2 separate regions of the Xenopus tropicalis genome follow, and region 2 is linked to region 1. The links are chromatin contacts, called in public Hi-C maps. All regions are on one chromosome and are shown on one strand. The core of a region is the stretch at or near the end of the contact, and the rest is flanking DNA. Distances in the headings are between cores, read along the strand shown.

Evidence for each region. Hi-C and Micro-C count contacts between places; a contact is called where the count stands out from the background.
Region 2: a contact with region 1 is called in a Hi-C map of liver, with 7 times the contacts expected there. The contact joins two enhancer-like sites. A contact is called at or near these places in 3 of 5 Hi-C or Micro-C datasets (brain, liver and tailbud embryo).

Annotation. Positions count from the first base shown.
Region 1 is chr8:117,296,043-117,300,947 of UCB_Xtro_10.0, forward strand. No RefSeq gene overlaps it. Among named protein-coding and RNA genes, the nearest start is that of zfp36l1, 9.5 kb to the right of the region's middle. Within about 2 kb of position 2,014, at least 7 of the 11 cell types and tissues checked have an H3K27ac peak or open chromatin away from gene starts, as enhancers often do. A contact at or near this core is called in liver, where this site is marked.
Region 2 is chr8:117,710,233-117,715,137 of UCB_Xtro_10.0, forward strand. No RefSeq gene overlaps it. Among named protein-coding and RNA genes, the nearest start is that of tmem229b, 97 kb to the right of the region's middle. Within about 2 kb of position 2,834, at least 3 of the 11 cell types and tissues checked have an H3K27ac peak or open chromatin away from gene starts, as enhancers often do. A contact at or near this core is called in liver, where this site is marked.

The DNA of each region.
Region 1 (4,905 bases), core at 764-3,263:
GTTTTGGTTGCTTAAAAACCAATTGTTCTGAAAAAAGAGCCTCCTGTAGGCTGCCAGTCCATATAAGGAATACCAATTAACCAATAACAGGCCTTATTTGGCACCCCAGGAACTTGTTTTATGTTGCTCTCCAACCCTTTTTACATTTTAACGTAGCTCACAGGTAAAAAATGGTTGGGGATCTCTGGTCTACAAGCTTGGAAACAATAATATTAAATGTGTCACCATCTTGTCTGAAGGAGAGAACTAACTGCCCCAAAAGCTTTCATGTTATAATCTGCTTAATTAGCCAATAAAAGATTTATCTTACTCTTTATTTTCCAGTCTTGCCCTACTAGCGCCATCTTCTTTTTTACACTTACTATCCCCTACTCCTCATAACTGAACTCGACTGAGACCAGACCAGTACTTGCTAAAATGTGCACACTTTGAGGCCATTACTTATGGCTAGGATAAAGGACACATACAATGCAGCAAAGGCTAGAACAGTACAGAAGTACTTGGGCAATGTATCACTATATAGTTGGACTAGATTTACATTTCCCTACACTTAACAAACTTTGACATTTGCAATTGATAATACAGAAATCAGTTGTTATTCTTATATAAACTAGGTATATGACCGAAATAAAGTACATGAAAAGAGATTATTTAAAAACAGCAGAAAAAAGAGGATTAAAGAATTATTGCTATTGTCTGACAGTACCACTAACAAACACTAGGTGGCTCTCAAGAGGTATGGATCTGGCTTTAGATCTCATTGAGAGCAGGCCTCTGCTTCAACCTAAAATAAAATAAAGAAAGGCTGCAGGCCCCTGCACCTCTTCATTACAGTAAGGATCTGCCTGAAACAGTAGAGAATAATAAGCAGGGTCACAATTAGCAGAATCTATTCACCCCCAAAATATTATGTGCACCATGAGAATATGTTAAATATGCCCTTTTAGACTGAATTAACCATATCCTGATTTAATTAATTAACTCTGAATTGGCCATGCAGTTTTTTTCCCAGCACACTAGTAGCCAGTAGTGTCCTATAGAGCCTTCTGTCTAATCTAGGAGCCTGAGGCGCAAGGAGATGAAATGATTTGCCCGAAGATCACAAGGAGTCGGTACAGGAACTGAATTAGCAGAGCTTGGTCACAGCCCAGTGCCTTAACCCCTTTTCATTCTGATCATTTCTATGTAATTGAATAGAAACCCTGGGCACTAGAGCTGCTGTAGACCTACAACTCCCAGAATCCTCTGCAAAGAAAGCTGTGCTATAAGGAGGTACCACAGCATGGATGACTATGAATAACCTTCCCCCAGCCTGGGGAAAATGATTTATACACCAACACGTCTTAACTGCTAATAAAATATACAGACCATTGAAGTTATGTGGCAAGGCCACAAAGGCCCAGGCCTAGGGCGGCACAAACACAGGGGCGGCATGCCGCCCCGCCGCAGGCAAATTTTAAAATTTTGTACCCCTCTGTACTAATCTTGTGCTGGTTGGCATCTGCAATGTGAGTGTATAGATAGGTAAGTATAGGTTTGTGGGTGCTGGCTTTACTTGGAAGGGTTGAACTTGATGGTATTTTTTCAACCCTATGTAACTATGTAACCAAGGCGAGATTATTCAGGGATCCTGCTTCCCTTCCCTTTGCTCTTCAGCCAGGCAAAAAACAGGAATTCTGGGTATGTTCAAATGTTCCTATACATAAATGAATGGGTTCCATGTTTGTTCTATTCCAGGCCCTGTCTGCACTAGAGATGACCCCACAAATAATGGAGGTGTGATTACTCAATGGAATGTTCTTGCTAAGGGCCCCACCACTGAGCGCTGAGAGCCAAGTACAGATGCCGAATGGTAAGGCCAGCCCTATAAGAGCCCATGCACTGTGTGTAGAGAAAACATCTAATTAAGAAACAAAAGTAACCGAGGTGATAACGATGTGTAAGCCCTAATTAGCTGCTGGGTTTGGATCTCAGTTCGGATTCTGTTTTTGTTCTGTGCATGTGGGTTTTTGGCTGTGGGTTGGTGAGAGCTCGGCTGGGTACAGACAGTTACAGGCTGAACTTGTGCAAGTCACGTACAGTGTGTAGCAAGGGGAATTTGTGTGTGTGTGTAAGAGTGTGTGTGTGTGAGTGAATGTGTGTGTGTGTAACTAAAAACACCCAGTGATTCCCACACAAGGTCACCACCAAGTGAGTTGCTGTTACACAGAGAGATAGTGGGGCTGCTTGGGACAGCAGCAATGGGCCAGGAATCTACAAACAAGCGGAATTTATCTGTATCCGCACATTCCTCCAGACTCTGCCCTTAAACCTCTGGCAGACGAGGAATGTACGATAGTGTGGCTTGTCTGGCAGGAAATGAAGGGGGGCCCTTTGGATCAACAAGATGCAGAACGAGGCCTGCCAGCTATTGTTCCTACGCTACACTGCCGCAACAACTGTGGTCGAACTACAGATCTCAGCAGCCAGAGCCAGGGGCCTTGGAGTGAACTTTCTGGTGGATGTGGAAAAATTGGGGCCTAGAAACCAGATAACGGTACACAACCATAAATAGAAAAACAAAAAAAACGACAAGCTGCAAATCGTCTTAGAACCCCATTGTTTTAAATGTAATTATGTCCTTTAAATATCCAGAAAAGTTGGGGTGCAAAAGTACCTGGTTAAGGGCAATGACATGTGCAACGTTATAATCATTAACTGCAATGATATTGTACATGAGTGCTGGTACCAGGGCAAGCAACCCCCCCCCACTTGTCTCTTTGGCAGGACTCATACCACCCCCCAAAGGTATGTGCCCAGCCGCCCCACCACTCACACAATCAATCCCTAGGCACGTGCCTCTTTTGCCTATCTTTAGTTCCAGCGCTCTGTTGGTTTCAGGGTGGAGGGGGCCTCAGGCACCCAGTATGAGGGGTGCCCCTTCTGACAATAATCTGGTAAGCAGATTTATATATATCTAATCCCCCCCCTCTGCTGGTTTCAGGGTGGAGGGGGCCTCAGGCACCCAGTATGAGGGGTGCCCCTTCTGACAAAAATCTGGTAAGCAGATTTATATATATATATATCTAATCCCCCCCTTCACAATAAGGGCCCAGACTCTCTGCTTTGCTCACAGCACCCAACAGCACCCAACCATATCAGATGCATTTTTTTTATATGTCTGTCCTTCTATGTGATAAATATACTGCCCACTTCTTGCACAGTCACTCGCCTACACACTCAGCCAATCAGCTGCCTGACCTTGCGTGGTCACATTAAGGTCCTTGCCATAATTAACTAGTCAGCCTACGGAACATTGCATAGGTGGTACTGCGTGGCGGCACCAACGCATGAAGTAATAGGAACGGAAAATGTACAGTACCAACAAGTGTGTGTGCCTATAGTTTCCATTAGGGTATAAGCATACACAGTAACTGCCCCTCCCCTGCACAGCTTTATATATAGAGAAGGAGAAAATAAGACCTTCTCATTAGAGAGCAGCAATGGAACAGCACCACTTGTGGCCATAAAAAATTGTGCTATTCTATTAATGCTTAAGTTAAGGTTTGTTCACCTTTAAATTAAATTATAGTATGTTGTAGGGAGTCCTATTCTAAAAAATGCAATTGGTCTTCATTTTTTTTATTATTTGTGGTTTTTTAGTTATTTAGCTTTCTGTTCAGCAGCTCTCCAGTTTGGATTTTTAGCAGCTATTCGGTTACTGGGGTCCAGTACCCTAGCAACCGGGTGACAGGGTATGACAGGGTAGTTTCTAGACAAGCAGCTACTACTGAGAATTGCCTCTGCTAAAACACACAGAGACAATTATCAGTAAATTGTCAGCATTGTCTATTGTTGTAGCTGCAACAAGTAGTTACTACAAGTAGCAGTAGTCAGAAGAGATCGAGTTGGGCTCTTCTATGGGTCGTATATGACCAGCTTAAATCATTCAGCATCTCTGATTGCAACTAGCTACATCAACACTGGGTTTGGGCACAGGGGGTAGGTTTCCCTTCAGCGGGGAGGGGGGGGTTATTGCTATGGAATGCTCTGAGTGCACTATAAGATATGCCTATATATTTTACTGTCTCTTTAAAGGAAAGTTAATAAAAGATAAACCCTGATTGTAAATAGGCCAATGTGTTTCTGCATATGGAAAACATATTTAGCACTGATCAAATACATGGTGTGGGCAAAAGGCGATGCTCATAAACTTCATAGACAGGATGCTGTCCCAAAGAGCTGACAATCTAACCAAGGGTGCATGAAAAGGCCTGCAGAGACCGTAAAGCAATTAAGGCTGAGCTCCACTTGAGACCATAGAAAGTGTGCAATGGGGTGGAAATGGCCGGGGTGATTAATGGGCTTATTTTCTTTCAGCCGTTAAACAATAGTAGGAAAGTGACTTTGTAATCACAGAAAAGCTGAGCGGAGATTAGGGGAGGGGGAGAATATTTCACATGGATAAGAACGGATTCTGATATGTTAGGGTTACCGGCTTAGATACACACAGGGTACGATCATGTTCAGCTTGGTTGTGGTGGGGCTTGGGGTCAGCCCAACCAGCAGGTCTGTAAATGCTATTGAACTACAACTCCCAGAAAGCCCCATCATTTTCTGCTGTTAGTAGATACTGGTAGATGTAGATCAGGATACAATCCTTACTATACAGTCAAATTTCCTTACCTAAAACCATCTTGCCTTACTATACACACACACTATCCCTCTCCAACACCATCTTGCCTTACTACACACACCATCCTACAATTTCACTGGCATGAACATGGCTTACTATACACATTATACCACAGACCCTCTCCAGAGACAAATCTGTGAGCACAAGGAGGTTGTCTACTTTTACACTGCTGCTTTTAGGGGGCTACAAATAATGGGCCCTGTGGGTCATGGTAGCTCAGGTTAAATTAA
Region 2 (4,905 bases), core at 1,584-4,083, 420 kb after region 1:
GTTTATGTATGTGAGTGTATAGATTGGTTAGTATAGGTTGTGTGCTGGGTTTACTCGGATGGGTTGAACTTGATGGACAATGGTCTTTTTTCAACCCTATGTAACTATGTAACTATGGAAGCATCAGTGGGGCCTGAGGCCTTATTAAGGAGAAGCTAAGACTCCTTAGTCGAAGTTATGGAAACACCATGCATAAAGGAAGGGTTAGTTTTTGGTTTAATAACACAAAGAAGGAGAAAGGTTTATTGAAGAGAATAATGAGCTGATGAACTGAATGTATAAGAAACTGTAGGAGAAAAGGATAAAGCATATCAGCAGCCTGGGGTATATCAGTATTTCTACTGGAAATATAGTTCCCAGTGGTTGTAAATAGATGCCTCACCAGTGAGCAAAGGAATGCATGTGTACAGGGACACGTCTGTGTAGAATTTATGTAGAATTGATGTGCTTGACCTTAACCTTGAAATAAATGTAATGTGCAAAAAGAACCACATACTGAGAATTTCCATGCACACCCAGACAGTGGTGGTACCCATTCCTGTGAATCATTCCCAGTGTTGCTTACTTTACTCACTTTTATTACTTTCATATCTTTGGATTCAAAATAAGATAATAGACAGGCAGTAGGTACAGTTACACTTACCTGAGTAGTTCAACTTTAAGTTCATTTTTAATGTTATAGAATGGCCAGTTCTAAGAAACTTATCAATTGGTCTTCATTTTTTATAGCAGTGATCCCCAACCAGTGGCTCGGGAGCAATATGTTGCTCACCAACCCCTTGGATGTTGCTCCTAAGTGACCTGATAGTAGGGGCTTATTTTTAAATTTCTGGTAAGGAGGCAAGTTTTGGTTTCATAAAAACCAGTTCTACTGCCAAACAGAGCCTTCTTTAGGCTGCCAGACCATATAGGGGCTACAAAATAGCGAATCACAGCCCTTATTTGCACATCTGGGTATATTTTTTATGCTTGTGTTGCTCTCCAACTTTTCTTCATTTGAATTTTGCTCATGGGTAACAAAATTTGGGGATACCTGTTTTATAGTTTTTTAATTATTTGCCTCCTTCTGCCTGTTTCAGCTTTTGAAATAGGGGTTACTGACCCTGTCAGCCAAAACAAAAAACTATTGCTCTGTAGGCTACAATTTTATCATTATCGTTACTATTTATTACTTTCTATTCAGCCCCTCAACTATTCATATATCAGTCACTCTCTCAAACAACTCCCTGGTAACTAGGGTAAATTGGACCCTAGCAACCATTTAACTGCTGAAATTCCAAACTGGAGAGCTACGGAATAAAAGTAAAATAGTTACAAAACTATGAGTAATAAAAAACTAAAACCAATTGCAAATTGTCTTATTATACAGGTATGAGATCCCTTATCCGGAAACCCGTTATCCAGGTTGCTCCGAATTACAGAAAGCCCATCTCCCATAGACTCCATTTTAATCAAATAATTCAGAATTTTAAAACTGATTTCCTTTTTCTCTGTAATAATAAAACAGTACTTGTACTTGATCCCAACTAAGATATAATTACCCCTTATTGGGGCAGAACAGCCCTATTGGGTTTATTTAATGGTTAAATGATTCCCTTTTCTCTGTAATAATAAAACAGTACCTGTACTTGATCCCAACTAAGATATAATTAATCCTTATTGGGGGCAGAACAGCCCTATTGGGTTTATTTCATGGTTAAATGGTTTCCTTTTTCTCTGTAATAATAAAACAGTACCTGTACTTGATCCCAACTAAGATATAATTACCCCTTATTGGGGGCAGAACAGCCCTATTGGGTTTATTTAATGGTTAAATGATTCCCTTTTCTCTGTAATAATAAAACAGTACTTGTACTTGATCCCAACTAAGATATAATTACCCCTTATTGGGGCAGAACAGCCCTATTGGGTTTATTTAATGGTTAAATGATTCCCTTTTCTCTGTAATAATAAAACAGTACTTGTACTTGATCCCAACTAAGATATAATTAGCCCTTATTGGGGGCAGAACAGCCCTATTGGGTTTATTTAATGGTTAAATGATTCCCTTTTCTCTGTAATAATAAAACAGTACCTTGTACTTGATCCCAACTAAGATATAATGAATCCTTATTGGATTAATTAATATTTTATTAATTTTTTAATTAAGGTATGGAGATCCAAATTATGGAAAGACCCCTTATGCGGAATACCCTTGGTCCCGAACATTCTGGATAACGGGTCCTATACCTGTATATTGTGAATAGCTTGCACTGCGAGTAAGTTAAGTTTAACCTACTCTTGCTCATAACAGATAAATGTGAATTGCAGAAAACTTTCTACATTGTTCCAAGCTTTTGAACTAGGTCCCATCAGGATGTGCCTCCATTCCATTCACCTGAATAGATGGCTGAGCTATGCCTATACTGACAGACATTTTCAAAGTAATGCAAATAATACAGCAAACAGGAGAACATCAATTAACAGGTAAGAGTCTTTTGCTTCCTAATTTTTAAATGCTTAACCACAATAATTAATCAGTACCATTTCTTTAGCTAAATATCTTTATAAATAACTAAGTTCTTATTATGGTTAATAACAACTGGAATCATTTTACAAGTTATTTCCTGTAAATCTCCCTCATTGTGGAGATTAATAAAAGGAAGCCAGATGAAATGTCTATGCCAGTATAGAAACTTGCTGTATGTGCTTGGGCAAGTAGTTAGCTAATAGTTAGAGCACATAATGATAAATGCTGCAGAGCAGTATTTCCCAAGGATCTATCTCTCCTGCACATGTTATAAAATGCTCTTCATAAATTTTCTGACAATCCTTTCTCTGCACAATGTCTAATGCAACCCGGATGCTTCTTTGAATTGCAAGGCATGAGTGCCCCCTTTCTTCTCTGTATTGTATTACTTTTACCATACAAACCAAAGAAATAGTGAAAATGAAGCTCAAACTAAGAACCCATTCCCCATTACTATAATCTAGAGTAATTATATATCTAAGAGGCTCTTATAGAAAAGCATTTGTTAATTTAAAATGGTAACTATTTGAGCTAATAGTAACATAGTCGTAGTCTATTTATCCATTTAAATCAAATGAACATTTCAACCAAACTGTACCTAATAAAGCTAACTGTGCACTGGTCACTGGTGCTGCTGGAAAAGTTTGCCTATGTTAATGCACAATTCAATGTTCTTATATTGCTGTCTCTGGATATGTAGGTACTTGTAGAATATATTATCGTATCCAGAAAAAGGACAGTGTTAAATATAATAAGAATCTCAAGCAAAGCATCTACTGCTGGATGTTTCGGTACAGCATTTCTTCCAAACATTTTTTTTTGACCAGCAGCACATTGTAACCAATACGATAGATATCAAATTGTGAGGTTAGAATGATGAAAGCCCATTATCTGCTGCTATGGGTTTATGCACTTTTTGTAACTGAGGGTCCACAAGTTCTTGAACCCTGTGTTCAGCAGATTATGATGTAGCTTTAGGGTTGCCTTTGCGCCCTGCATCAATAGGCATGTCACCCTTGCACCTAAAGAATTGGGTGCTCATTAGTGATGAGCGAATCTGTCCCGTTTCGCTTTGCAGAAAAATTCGCGAATATTTCAAAAGATTCGCAAAACGGCGAAAATGTTGCACGGCAAAAAAAATTGTCGCGCATGGCTATTCTTTTGTTGCCCGCAGCTATTCTTTTGTCACCCGTGAAAATTTTTGGACGCGCGGCAAATTTTTTCATCCGTTTCGTGAAACCATGCCCGCAAATCTATGCCTGGCGAAACATTTTGCCCATCACTAGTGCTCATGTCACTGGCAAACCAAACACAGTAAATGATACCAGTACCAGTACTTCCATGCATTGCTTCCAATTTGCGTCAAAATGCGCATGCAGTTGTATTAACTTTGCTGCGTCAGGCACAACGCCTGCTTTGTCCACAATGATGCTTGCATTCTACGAAAACACAAAGCATTTTGAAGAAAAAATGGTGATTGCTTACTGTTGGGTTCATATATAAACACTGGGTGAACTTGCTGTAGGCAGAGACCCATAACAACCAATGACTGATTGGCTTTTTTTTACCAGCTACAGGTAGAACAATGAATTAATTTGGCTTGTTCATGAGTTATTGCCCACAGACTAATTTGCCCAGTGTTGATAAATTACCCCCTTTACATCTCCTGCTGTCTACAAAATAGCTCATACAGGTATCGGGCCCCTTATCCAGAAAGTTCCGAATTATGGAAAGGCTGTCTCCCATAGACTCCATTATAAGCAAATAATTCAAATTTTTTAAAAAAAAAAAGATTTCCTTTTTCTCTGTAATAATAAAACAGTACCTGTACTTGATCCCAACTAAGATATAATTACCCCTTATTGGGGGCAGAACAGTCCTATTGGGTTTATTTAATGGTTAAATGATTCCCTTTTCTCTGTAATAATAAAACAGTACCTGTACTTGATCCCAACTAAGATATAATTAATCCTTATTGGAGCCGAAACAATCTTATTGGGTTTTATTACTGTTTAAATATTTTTCTTAGTAGCCTTAAGGTAGGAGATACAAATTACGGAAAGACCCTTTATCCAGAAAACCCCAGGTCCCAAACATTCTGGATAACAGATGTACAATGCTGCTTCTTTCGCTAAACATACCGATTAACATACAAAAATAACCAATAACTGATACAAGAGTTAAGGCCCTGCCCAACTGAACAGCAGGAACCTAATACTCAGCTTTAGACATTGGGGCTGATTTACTAACCCACGAATCCGACCCGAATTGGAAAAGTTCCGACTTGAAAACGAACATTTTGCGACTTTTTCGTATGTTTTGCGATTTTTTCGGATTCTGTACGAATTTTTCGTTACCAATACGATTTTTGCGTAAAAACGCGAGTTTTTCGTATC